Linked DNA regions of Zea mays: region 2 is linked to region 1. A link is a contact called in public Hi-C data. All regions are on one chromosome and are shown on one strand. Each heading gives the region's core, a stretch centred on a gene start, on an enhancer-like site or on the middle of the called end of the contact. The rest is flanking DNA. Distances are from core to core; before and after follow the strand shown. Region 1 overlaps LOC100217221 (squamosa promoter-binding protein-like (SBP domain) transcription factor family protein). Region 2 holds the start of LOC100276408.

Evidence for each region. Hi-C and Micro-C count contacts between places; a contact is called where the count stands out from the background.
Region 2: a Hi-C map of leaf shows a contact between it and region 1, with 2.9 times the contacts expected there. The contact joins the promoter of LOC100276408 here to the enhancer-like site in region 1. A contact is called at or near these places in 5 of 25 Hi-C or Micro-C datasets (bundle sheath, ear, leaf and 1 more).

Annotation. Positions count from the first base shown.
Region 1 is chr7:142,912,079-142,918,912 of Zm-B73-REFERENCE-NAM-5.0, forward strand. LOC100217221 (squamosa promoter-binding protein-like (SBP domain) transcription factor family protein) reads left to right here. Exons shown (of 3, transcript NM_001359706.1): 3 at 1-966. The coding sequence ends at 720. Among protein-coding and RNA genes, the nearest start is that of LOC100217221, 6.9 kb to the left of the region's middle. Within about 2 kb of position 3,878, at least 20 of the 20 cell types and tissues checked have an H3K27ac peak or open chromatin away from gene starts, as enhancers often do. A contact at or near this core is called in bundle sheath, ear, leaf and 1 more, where this site is marked.
Region 2 is chr7:142,976,550-142,983,383 of Zm-B73-REFERENCE-NAM-5.0, forward strand. LOC100276408 reads left to right here and starts at 3,215. Exons shown (of 2, transcript NM_001150211.2): 1 at 3,215-3,652; 2 at 4,981-5,311. The coding sequence starts at 3,292. The coding sequence ends at 5,018.

The sequences.
Region 1 (6,834 bases), core at 2,628-5,127:
GGAGTCATCAAATCCGAGGACAGCGGCTCATACTACGCGCACCAGCGCCACCCGGTCCTAAGCAGCAGGCCGCACTTCGCCGGCGGGGGCTCCACGCCGCCGGCCTACTCGTCCAAGGAAGGCCGGCGCTTCCCGTTCCTCCAGGACGGCTGCGACCAGCAGCAGGTCGGCGGCTTCAGCGCGGGCGCGGGGGCGCAGCAGCTCGAGGTCTCTTCCACGTCCACGGTGTGCCAGCCCCTCCTCAAGGCCGCCGCCGCCGCCGCCCCACCGCCGCCGCCAGAGAGCAGCAGCAGCAACAAGATGTTCTCCGACGGGCTCGCCCCCGCCGTGCTCGACTCGGATTGTGCTCTCTCTCTTCTGTCATCCCCCGCCAACTCCTCCAGCGTCGACGTGGGCCGGATGGTCGTCCACCAGCCCGCGGAGCACATCCCCATGGCGCAGCCCCTCGTCCCCGGCGGCCTCCAGCAGCAGCAGCAGCACCACCCGTTCGGCGGCTCCCCCGCCTGGTTCGCCTGCTCCCAGGCCGGCTCCAGCGCCGTCTCCGCCGGCGGTTTCGCCTGCCCCCCGGGCGTGGAGAGCGAGCAGCTCAACACCGTGCTGGTGCCGAGCTCCGACGGTGGCGGCCACGACATGAACATGAACTACCACGGCATATTCCACGTCGGCGGCGACGGCTCCTCCGACGGGACGTCCCCTTCGCTCCCGTTCTCGTGGCAGTAGCTAGCTTTCCAATTCAAGCGTCCAGCAGTCTATCGTTTCAGCTGTACTAGTGGTCGTTTTATTTATTTATTCGCTGCTCCCTCGCTCCGTTTTAACTTGTCCTGTCGTTTGCTCGTTTCTTCGTTTTGCATGCCTGATGCATATGCGGCCTGGAAAAAAAACTCGCATAAAATTACTGAGACCGTCCGTGTGTCTGGTTCTGGAAGCGTACCTGTCTCCATCAACCGAATCGAGACAAGTTTGCTGCACGGGCAACACTGCAACAGGCTTGTCATTTGCACTAGGACTATAGCCAGATCATTGTTGTTTCCTTGATCTTTGCCATTCACGCATACATTCGTAACCATCCATCTTTGTCGTTGGTGTGCCAGGGAGGCAGGGAGACTAGCGAGGTCAGGGATCTTTGCCATTCACGCATACATTTAAGGATGTACTGTGCTAAGTTTTACTATAATATGATTTCCCTTTCCCTAGGCCAAAAAAATAATCAAAATTTAGGTGTAAAACCTTTATTCTTTTACAACCAAGAGTGATAAAAAACCATGTCATCCAAAGAAAAAAATGAAACAAGAACATAGAAGATTGTATTAATTGAACGGCTAGACCACAAGGGGTTTCCTCCCCATGGATTCCTAGATCACAAGGGGTTTCCTCCCCATGGATTTCCACGTGATCTCTATCCACCAAATCAGTCTTAATGGCTTGTTCGTCTCCAATCCTCTTTTGGATTGGCATAAACGAACAAGCCCTAAAAGAAGACAAAAGTAGTTGCCGAGTGACTATTACAAAAGCACAAAGTTTTTAGAAGAAATCATATGTGTCATATATTTGTTAACGGGGATAGTATAGAATAATGAAATATCATATATCTTTAGGCTTGTAGCAATGTAGGGGCACACATTTTTTAAGGAAAGTTAGCCACCTAGTTGAACAGACAGTCAGACACTACATAATCTTACATCTTTTTCTAATCTTTCCCATCTCTGATTTGTAATACATAGTAAATAGCACCTAGTCATCCATCATGAAACCAAAACATCAAAGGAAGCTATCATAAAACACATTATAGGGAAAGCACACATGCTTAAGACTAAAGATATTACTACAACATTCTAGTTTAAAGATGCACAGACCAAAATATAATAAAAAGAGTAAATTTTACTAGAGGCCCTCGAATTTGCCCCAAGTTTTTATTCTTACCTCAGTTTTTTCAAATGTCATATTTAGCTCTCTAAACTTATCTTGAGTTCTCATCTCGGTCTCAATACTTGCAATTGCACACTCGGGTTCCTAAAGTTGTATTATTGCCCCATTATTTGTCCATCCACCTCTCACTGTCGTTCTCACCACCACACACACTGCACATGCCCCGCATTACTCATGTAGCTTTGTAGCGTTGCACCATACTATCTCGTGTCTGCCTATGTTAAATCGTCGGTGTGGTGTAGCACCCATGTTGCCACACTAGGTCATGTCATGTCTCATGTGTTTGTAACCATAAAAATAATCAGGTTGTTTGATGTGGGTCGATCTGTATATCTTTGGTCGCTTAAGCACTCAAACACACAAGGTGCTTATCCTGATTCAGGTGTCTAAGCTCTATGTTCAGCAGTGATGTTTTTCATGTGAAGAATGTTCAACTAAGTTTTTACCATGGATAAGGGACAAAGATGTAGGGGCAGCACTATGTTAATCTTGGGTTTGGTTTCTTGAAAGTTGGTCGATAGATATCAGTGTGTTATAGGGTCCAATCCCTTCTATAGGAGCCCATGTCTCATCTTATACATCGGAGGGGGAAGCAATGAGAGTGCAAATCACATGGTTTCTAGGTTTTTTTTCTATGGTTTGTCGCCCTGGACTTCAGTGTTCTTCCACCCGACGCTGCCTGCCTTTTGTTGTCTTGTAGCCGGAGGACGACAACATCGCAACCATCCTCTAATGTTGTGTTGTCACATGACGCTGACTACAAGGTGCTATCTATTGCCACCATGTCGTCCCTAAGTGCATGTTCCCGTGGCTTTCTCAGTATGCCTATCTTTCCCATCTCAAATATTAGATATAGGAAGGATGAAGAAACAAGTTCAAAGTAGCTCAAGCATAACTTAGTAAGGTATAGTTAGGTGGGAGAACAACAAAAGTGTAGTGGGCTCTTATGATTCTAACTCTGCTTCTATGATGTACCTTAACCATATAGTTATAACAAAAAGATTAAGTCTGCATAACAGATATACTTAGACGGTAGGTGAAATAGTAGGAGCTACATAATTGGTGCTGGCCTTACCTTTGAAACTTGTGTTGAACATTTCATGGAATACATAGACTAGACATGGTTATTAGCTACCACAAATAATACGTGCAACAACATAAAAATACGTGCAACAAGCATTAACTAAAAGAGTATAAACATCATGCTTATAACTTCTCTTACTACTTAGGATGTAATTTCTCGTGGTGTCCATCCGCAGAATCAACTCAAGTTTGATTTAGAATGGCAAAGTTTAGTGTGAAATATGCCTGCGTCTAATACATACGCCACATTTGCCTAAAGATTTTCTAGTAAAGGCGTAGTAGAGTGTGTTCAGCAATGAATATTTGGGCCAGGACGGCCGACGTTAGGAAGGTGCCACGTATACTGTAGCAAATGGGCTCTCGTTTGAGCCTGATGGGCCAGGTAAGCAGGACGCGTTGTAATGGTGTTGGCCCAAATAAGATTGCGTCCGCTTTTTACCTGAAGAAAGAGCAGTGCACAGCTCAAAGTCACAGTTGGACACATGAGAAATCCGACATCGGCGCACGTTTTTCCGTCCATTCGAGTACATATTCTGCCCAAACGAGCGTGCGCCTATTTTCACGGTCCGTGCAAGGCCTGAACGGCGTAGTTGTGCATTTCTTTTTATCTTGGATTTCAGCATCACACAGCACTATTCAACCACCGGACCACGTTAACCTTTCCTTTATTGTAATGGGAAGCAAGGGGTAGGCAAATTTCGAAGAAAGGGTGACGCCGACGGATTGATTTCATTGGTCATTGGTTGCAGGTTGCAAGGCAACACAACAAACAAACGAACGAAAAAGCGTCACGCATCTGATCTATCCCCCATCCCATCCCCAACACCACGATGAGCGGACGGGACGTGCGGATAAAGCGGTCACGGCGCCCGATCAGATCTGCGCACCCCTCTTCGCCCTCCGGTCCGTCGCAGGCCGTCCCTATAGATGTCCAAACAGTGCGGGCCGCCCGTTTGGCCCGTGGCACGGCACGAATTTAGCCCGGTCCAAACACGGCCCGACACGGTCGGTTACGGGTCCGGGCCGACACGGCCCGTTTAGCGGGCCGGGTATGGGCACATACGGCGGCCCGCGTGCTTTGGCCCGGCCCGGCACGATAAATGGATCGGCACGACGGCGGCCCGCATATTTATGTAAATACTAAATATGTAAATACATTTAATTCTCTCATAGTATGTAAATACTAAATACGCGGCCAAACATATATAAAATGCATACATAAATATAAAATGCATACATAAATATTTTGTTGTCTTAATATATATAAATAATATGTTATTATATATGATTAATTATGTTAAATATATGTATTTATATACCGTTCTACTGTTGGTTCGGGCCAGTGCCCGGCCCGGTCCGTTGAGGCCCATCGGGCCAACGGGCCGGCCCGGCACGATTTTTCCCTGTGCGTGCCGGGTTTGGGCATGTCTCTAGGCACGTGGGCCAGCCCGACCCGGCCCGAAGCATCAACGGGCCGTGCCTGGCCCGGCCCTATTCGTACCGGGCCGAAACGGGTTCGGGCCGGGTCCGTGCCGGGTGACCCGTTTGGACATCTATAGCCGTCCCCCCGCCGCATGGGGAAGGAGCAAAGCAAGCGCCCGAATAAACGCGCGAGTACCGGCGGCGAACGGGCGAAGCCCAAGGTAAGGTCACATTGACAGTCACAACTCACCGCAGCCCGTCCGATCGGCAGCCGGCCCGGCGGTCGACACGTTGTGGTTCGGTTGGGGGCACCACCGGTACGCCGCCGCCGACGCCCGACGCACTCCGCCGCTGGATCACGTCGCGCTCACCACCACCACTTGGCACTTGCTCGCGTTCGTACGTCACACAGCCGAATATCCCTCGGGATGGATCGGACGACGGGACGGAGCTCGCGTCAGGCTCGGGGCGGTACCGCGCAAGGTCCGTTGGGTGTTCCATTCACTTCCCCGCGTGCTTTGGTTTGCCTCCGTCCGCTGCCGGCAACACGCGACCTCTCTCCGAACCGTCCATTCCGGACGGCGGCGTGTCCCGTGCTTGTGCAGACGAGCTAGCCGACCGCAGCCAGGCTCTCAACTCTGCTTAGACTTTTAAGATGTACTGCCACAAATCCAAGAATTTAACTAGGACTAATCGGTTGCTCGTGCGTTGCGACGACTTACAATGATACCCACGTAAACTACCCACAAAAAAATTCAAGAATTTTTATTGATTGTCTCTGCTTTCCGTATAATATTTTTTTATTTGGCTAACTGATGTTATTGTTTACTCCATGCAATATGTCATGGTACAACACGGCCAATAAAGTGAGCGATTAGAAAAGAGTTCACAATGACTGACTGAATGAACAGAGATTATAAAATGACATAGTTCCATCATACAGAGACCAAATAAGAGAAAGTTTGTGAGCTCAAGTTTCTAAAATAAGTAACATGAACTCAAACTTATAAAAAAGATGAGTCAAAATATGAAGTGAATGCTAAAGTGAGGCATCAATAAAAACTGGATGCGCTCCATATAAATTGTGCTACTTCGTAGCAATTACTAACGTTTAAACCAACAAATAATCTTTTCATTTTCCTGTTAGTGTGACAAATCATTGTTGCTCCATCCAATTCAGCAACCTTAGACACCATGGAGTCTATTGCGCCAATGTGGTCTCAGAAACGACCTAATGCTTGCAAGAGCCAAGAACGTCGTGCCATACTTGGGCTGTAGCTTCGGCCCGTAGTGTTGGTCCGGTCAAAAACGATTATATTTTTTTTATTTTAGAAAAAACATATATACATATATATACAATTTATATTCAATATTAAAAACATCTGAGCATGATGTTATACCGGTAAGTCAACTTCACCTAATGTCTCCCGCCTTTGTTCCATCAGGGGCATGGGTTCAAACCCCACCTCCTGCACCGTTTTTTAACATTTTAGGCTGATTTAATCAAATGGGCCGACGGCCTAACGGGCTGGACTGACTGAGTCAGTCGGCCGGCATAACGTGCATAGGCCCGAGTTGTGGCCGGTGGGCGTCTGGCCCATGCTGGGCCGCCGTTTGGCCATCTATAGGCGGACAACGGATTAATTTGAAATAGCTGTGAGAGGTTATTTGTAAAAAGATGACGAGGGGCGACCGTTGAAACTGGTGCTTTAAGTATAGTATAGATTAGAATTATAACTTTGAGGTTCTGAAAGATGTCAAATGAATTAGATTCTCGGTTTTTCAATTAAAAGAGATGGCTAAAAAATGCACACCGACAACAGCGACCTTCTTTCACTAAGCATATGGCTTTTAGTTCATTTTGAGAAGCAGCTGAACCGATAAGTTGCTGCAGAAGCTGTCTGTTTGGCAGAACTTCAGCTTAAATTTGTGAAGAAGCTGAAAATAAGCTGTGCCAAACCGGGCCTATATATAGATTAATGGCATGTAAACCTATGCTCGGTTTTTCAGTTAAAAGAGATGGCTAAAAAATGCACCATACAACTCTAAGCCCCAACATTAATGCAGTTAAGACAATATATAGAAATTTGTGAAAAGAACCTGTCTTTTTTATTTTTTTGCATTTAACCCTTTAAAGACTCCTAAAAAATCCTCAATTAATGAGGTTATACATGCTCTAATAAATCGGATATCTTGACAGTAAGAGTGTAGGACAAACATCGTGTTGCCCCTTGGATATTTATGCAAGTGAAAAAAAAAATATGGCCACAACCCCAATAGATTGTTATGCCACCGACCATAACTCCGAACCCACGCTCTCTTCCTTGATATCATTCATACTTAAACTCAATTCTGAACTACTTAATTTCTTAACTTACATTTTTTGAAGCAAACTCTTGTATT
Region 2 (6,834 bases), core at 1,965-4,464, 64 kb after region 1:
TAGTTATTGGTGCATCGCTATGTTTTCTATATATATCGTATACGGTTTTTTTATAACAAAAATCTACCTGAGCTGAAGTGGTTACAGGCGAATGCTCTCTTTCTAGAATCACGGTTTGAATCCTACGAGAATCTGATCCTCCGCAACACAGAATAAATAAATATAGCGCCACAGTAACTAAAATTACGAAGCTGGATTAAAGCAAGCCGCTTCGGATGCTGTTGCTGGCGTTTTTTAGTTAAATACTGTTCACCCTACCAGCCGAAGAGCTTCAGCAACCCGAGCGGTTGGCTTAAAAGTTAAAACTAGAGGTGATCGAACGATCGGTAAACACTAAAATTATTTTTGTTTTCATATTTTTTTCTCGTAAACGATAACTCCTGAAACGGAAATAATATCGGTAATTCAAAAATATAAAAATATCAGAAACAAAAGTTTGGTACGGAAAACACATCGGTTATTGTCAGAAAATAAAATACACCGGTAAAGATCGTAACAGGTACCCTCAATTGACTTCAAAAAAATCACACAAATCGTGCATCCACATACAATTTTCTAATGATATATAAATACTCACAAATTCATAAAGATTAAAACATATCTCACAAATACAATTGACAAGCACTATGCACAAATACATATAGTTAGAAAGTCGATATAATCGGTATCATTCTAGTCCTTCAGGTCCTCTTGCAAATTATGAAGATACTAGTTTGTCGGTGTTTCGACCCCGGGGGGGTCCCTGGACCGACGAGTAAATTGTCGCTGCGTGTCCCAGCCCAGATGGGTCGGAGCGAGACGGAACACAAGGGGGGAAAACAGTAAGGGGAAACCGCGGCCTCGTGTTGTCCTGTGCCCAGGGCGGATGCGCTTGCAGTAGGGGGTTACAAGCGTTCACGAGGGAGAGAGAGAGAGAGAGAGCCTTGTGCGTCGGCCCGTTCTCCCGCGCGGCCACCTTCGCGGCCACCCTCCCGTATGAGAGCCCTGGACCTTCCTTTTATAGATGTAACGAGAGGGCCCAGGTGTACAATGGAGGGTGTAGCAATGTGCTAACGTGTCTAGCAGAGTGGAGCCAGAGCCCTATGCACATGCCGTCGTGGCTGTCGGAGAGGTGTTGCTGCCCTGTTCATGTGATGTCGTGGCCGTCGGAGGAGCGCTTGAGCCCTGTGGAAGTACAGCTGTCGGGGCTGTCGGATCCTTACTGACGTCTCCTTGCTTCCGTAAGGGGCTGAGAACCACTGTCGTCATGGAGCATGCGGGGTGTCATCATTACCTGTTTTATCGGGGCGAGCGAGATGGGACGCCGGTCTTGTTCCCCGTAGCCTGAGCTAGCTAGGGGTAGGGTAATGATGGACCCCCCCTGTAGCGTGGTCGGTCCGAGCCCAAAGTCGGGCGAGGCGGTGATTCCTCCGAGGTCGAGGCTGAGTCCGAGCCCTGGGGTCGGGCGAGGCGGAGACCGTCGTCCGAGGTCGAGGTTGAGTCCGAGCCCTGGGGTCGGGCGAGGCGGAGACCATCGTCCGAGGTCGAGGTTGAGTCCGAGCCCTGGGGTCGGGCGAGGCGGAGACCGTCTTCCGGAGTCGAGGTCGAGTCCGAGCCCTGGGGTCGGGCGAGGCGGAGACCGTCTTCCGAGGTCGAGGCGGGGGCCGAGCCCTAGGGTCGGGCGAGGCGGAGCTTCCTATGGCGCCCGAGGCTAGACTTAGCTGCTGTCGGCCTCACTCTGGCGAGTGGCACAGCAGTCGGAGCAGGGCAGACGACGTTGTTTTCCTGTCAGGTCAGTCAGTGGAGCGGCGAAGTGACTGCGGTCACTTCGGCCTTGTCGACTGAGGAGCGTGCGTCAGGATAAGGTGTCAGGCGATCCTTGCATTGAATGCTTCTGCGATACGGTCGGTTGGCGTGGTGATCTGGCCAAGGTTGCTTCTCCGCGAAGCCTGCCCGAGCTGGGCCAAGGGCGAGTCGAAGGTGTGCCCGTTGCTTGAGGGGACCCTCGGGCGAGGCGTGAATCCTCCTGGGTCGGCTGTCTTTGCCCGAGGCTGGGCTCGGGCGAGGCGAGATCGTGTCTCTTGAGTGGACGAGGCCTTGACCTGAATTACGCCCATCAGGCCTTTGCAACTTTGTGTTGATAGGGGTTACCAGCTGAGATTAGGAGTCTTGGGGGTCCCCGACAGCTAGTTGCCCGTACTTTGCTACGATTGTTATATATATCATATAAATAGGTATTGAGATATTTATTCAAATATAATTGTAAACACTAAGCTATATGTGGTCTGGTGGTTAGTCCCAAATTTCTGGAGTAGAGGGCGTGGGTTCGAGTGCTCGCTTTGCAGTATTTTTTACGCGGATGGGGGTCGAGTGTTGGGCAGCGCAGTAGCTGGCTGCACAGTGAAGATCTTGTAGCACCAGGTGGCCACGTTATGTTCTTAATATAAATAGAATAGTATAGATGTATCAAGAGTAATAACCGGAAAGAAACTATAAACAAGATCAATAAAAGTTATAAACAACTCTAAACTATATATATCATTAGATAGTTCTTGATTTTAGAAAACTAATAAAATTAGATTCATATTTTTAAGCTAAAATGAATTTACTATACATTTACAAAGATTAGTTCAGATTTAATATTTTCTGAAAAATGACCAAATTAGTTACCAACGGTAAAATATCGAATAAATATGGTAATTTTCGGACCCAAATCGTTTCCGTTTCCGTATTTTTCTACCGATTTCGTTTCTATATTTTCGGTAAACGTTTTCGTTTAGCACTAAATTTTGGTAAAATTTCGAAAACGATTCTTGGTAACCGAAAATTACGGTTTCTGTTTTTGATCCCTAGTTAAAACCACCCGAACAACATTCTTGTTCTGTTTTCCACCACTTCGACTTCGAGATCAGCTGGAGCCTGGAGCAGCAGCTAGAATTGAACGGTTTTCTTTCAAATTCAACCCGAATTCGCGGAATTGTTAAAACTTTGACTAGTAGGCAACCAACTAGCCGCACAGTTATCCACGTCACCGCGAAATCAGCCAACCAATAAAGAATACGTCCGGCATTATCCTCTTGGTGGCCCCAGCAGTATTTCAACAGCAACAGCGCCCATGTTCCCTTCAATGCTTCCAATCCTTGGTCTCCAGCTCCGCCTCGCGTCTTCCTTTCCGCTGCAGGAAAGTGCAAACCCCCACTCAACTAAAAAAAGCCGCAAGGCAAAGAGAAAAAGCAACGCGAAGCAAACCACCATTTCGGCCTCCCCACCCCCATCCCATCTCATCCCCTCCGAGGCTCCAGGGACGGCGTGATGAGGCCAGCGGCGCCGGCTGCGGCGGCGGACGCGCACCAGTCGCGGCTGCTCTACGAGCTCTGCGCGCTCCTGCTGACCGTCCTCGGAGCGTCGCCGGACGACGGGGCGGGGGCGCGGCCGCTGCTGCCGCGGCAGGTGACACCTGCCGGGGTGGCGTCCATGCTGCTGGGCGCGTCCATGGCGCTGATGCTCTGCGGCTCGGTCACCTTCATGCTCGGATTCTTCCTCATGCCCTGGGTCGTCGGGCTCGGCTTCCTCTTCCTCTTCGTCGGCTTCGTCACCAACCTCTCCGGGATCTGGAGGGCCATCCTCCTCTGGCCCTCCGCCGCGTGCTCGCCCAAGGAAGCATCCTCCCCATGTACGTGATCACGCCGATTTACATGTTTGGGGACGAAACGACCCCACTTGCCCCCTTCCCTTACTGTATGATTTGAGGGGGTGCTCAATATCCGAACCCAGTGAAGAATTCGACGTGATTCCTGTTGAACACAAGAGTCGGTCGTTTTCATTTACTCGGATCGGGGCTAGTTGCGCCAAATTTGGCATCCTTCGCTTAGATTTTGATGAAGCACCGGACTAAGTTTTTGGGGGCGCTTGAAATTTCTGTGGATGTTGAAGCTGGAATAGGTTCTTGCTGCAAGTGAGGAATAAGACAGTTCTGGATATTTTAGTTAAAGAGGGCATCAGACGTGGCTATTTGATTTCCAGACGATGTGAAAAGCCTCCAGGAATTAGTTGGAGAAGTGTTATACCTCACTTTTACATTTTCTATTGCTTGGCTAACAAAACTAGCTTAGGATTTAAGTGCCCGGCACCGCCCAACCCATGGAAACAGAGGGGAAAAGTGGTCCAGCAAGTGATGGCCGCTGCCTGTTGCTGCAAGCCATTGCGAGTTCATTCTGAGTGTGGTTTAGACGTCTAGTTCTGTAAGTTAGATCCGGAAAGATTGTGATAACTGTAGTTGATTGTGATAACTGTAGTTCTGTAAGTTAGCTTAGGTAAAGAAATATGCATGTGAAGTCAAAAAGGTGAAATGGGAATTCTATTATCTGGTTGCTTAGTGCAAGTCAAAATTCTAGATCAAGGGGGAAAAGAAAACCTTCGTATATTTATTCATTCATGCTGATGGGATCACGGGAGACAGGGATGGCTCCTTATGAAAAAAAAATGCTTTCAGTGAAGGCAATATTAGGTAGGATTCATGATTTTGCAGAACAAGAGCTCTCCTGGACTCTTAGCTAAAGAGCAGAAAAGCAGCAGACAAGTGGGGCTCGTCCTGTACCATTTCCTTTTCAACATTTCACTATCAAGCTGCCATATATTCCAATGTGGACAGAATATTAGAGATACAAGACTGACATAAGCGTACAATTTAACCTCAGTATCATCACCGGCCTCGACTATCTCTAGACTAGAAAAATTATTATATTTAAGCAAGTGATAAGTCTATAGTCTATTTTTCTTCTTCTTTTATGTACAAAGCAGATAGACTAACCGTGCCAGTCCTACGTGAACTGGTACTACCATCTAGAATCACTCCACGTCGGTGGACTTACATTATCTTTATTCCCTTAGTGCCAGTCCTACGTCGTTGTCATTGTACAGAGAATTTATACATGTTTCACTTGTTTGGGTGTCCAGCACAACACTGTAAATATGACCTTTGGTGTTGTCTACTTCTTGCAGGGCATATACTTCCCAAGCCTTCATTCATGTCGATGTGAATGAAGGCAATCACAAAGCCGGGCTCCCACGGAGGTGTATAGAAACAGGGGAATTCGAGCAGACTGTTTTGTCTTTGGCAGCCTATATTTTCCTTCCTGGACAACCTTTTCTTTTTTACCATGTAACGCCGCAGCAAGTTTGGAAATGGTTTTATACTGTGGGGCTAGGAGGATACTTGTCTGTACATACGGAAAAGATGATCTGGTCTAAACATCACGTGGAGCTTGTAATTGTTTCAGAAACGTTGTTCCTTGGCAAAGAAAACGAGAGGTCCCGTATCGCTGTTCCACCAGTGAGCTTGTGTCGTCTCTCCAGTATTGCTGTTCCACTGGGTGTCTCACCTGAATCTACCGTTATGCTCCGACTTTGCTTATGTTTGGACTTTGAGAGGAGTGGATGCAACCTCCGAGAAATTATTTTTGATATTTAAAGTTTTGTAATACGAGAAATTAGACCATAAGTGAATATTTATAAGAAAAAAAACAGAATAGGTAGGTCCTATGGGAGAGAGGAGAGGGTAGGTTCGGGCCGCTCTAGCGTTGGACTTTTATCCTAGTTAACCCTCTCAATCAGATTTAACTCCGGCGATACGTCCACAGACTTACCGCCGCCGCCTCCGAGCTCCTGGAGAGGCAATGGAGAATTTTTGTATGGTATGGTCTGCAGCTTCGTCTGTTCCGGTTTGGATGGGGCGGTACGAGTCACTCATACCCGTAGGCGTAGAGAAGGCGTGCTTTCCTCACCGGTCTTGACAGAAATCTTACGCGTGAGCTTTCACCATCTGGCTTTATGCTTGTGATGTTACGCAACGAAACTGCAGCGACCGTGTGTCTTGTCGCCCACATCAACTGTCTCCTGTCCTAAACATCTCTAACAATCCCTTGCTTAAACATTGCCTAACCCCTGCCCAAACCCAGCAAGCGCAACAGACCTTGAAGAAAGTTCTCCCTCGAATTCTTCCTGAGCACCAAAGGGGCTATCTATAATGCGACCACGTTCGCTCGTGCTCCCATGTCCCAGACCTGCTAGAGCAGGAGAGCCACCGAGGCCCCCACGAAAGAAAACGATTGGGGTCAAAAAGAAAAAAGATAGGTGGTATGGCGACGGAAGAGTTGTGCCCTGCCACACGAAAAGCTCTACGCTGGTAGGCGCCGGTACGGGCATCATCACGCCATCACCCACCGTCAAGCAACAAACAAGTCATCCAAGGTGTCTTCGTTCTTCCAGATACAGTCATACAGAAATCTGGCGCATTCGACATGGAGTTCTCAGAACGTGGAAAACTGAAAGAGCTCCTTTGATCTGTAGGGGAAAAAAAACTATAAGCGGCTGGTTGAAGCAACTAACTAGCATACCCTCTCTATCTTCCCTTGAAATAGAAACATCTCTCTGTTTACACTCGTTTGGAAAATCCAGAAACAGGTTCCACCAGGTGCTCTATAAAAATTGTATTGCACGAAGAAGAAAAAAACAGTTTAGGGCCCGTGTTTGGAGCCAAAATGAGCGGCGGATGGTCCGGTCCGCGCAAGCGCAGAACAGATTAGGGTTCCGATTTTTTTTTGCTATGTTTATTGGCGAGAATTTCAGGATAAGCTCAGAAATTAGTTTGTAAAGGGTCCAGCCCCCTCCTCTATAAATAGAGAGGTATACGGCCGATTTATCATAATCAATCGAATCAAAACACTTCTATTTCGCATTTATTTTCTAGGAGTAGTTCTAGTCTAGTTCTAGTTTAGCCTTCCGATCCCCAAATTCTTCGCCTCTCTTCGACTCTACGTGGATTAGAGGAGTCTAGGTCGGCCTGCCCGAGCCTAG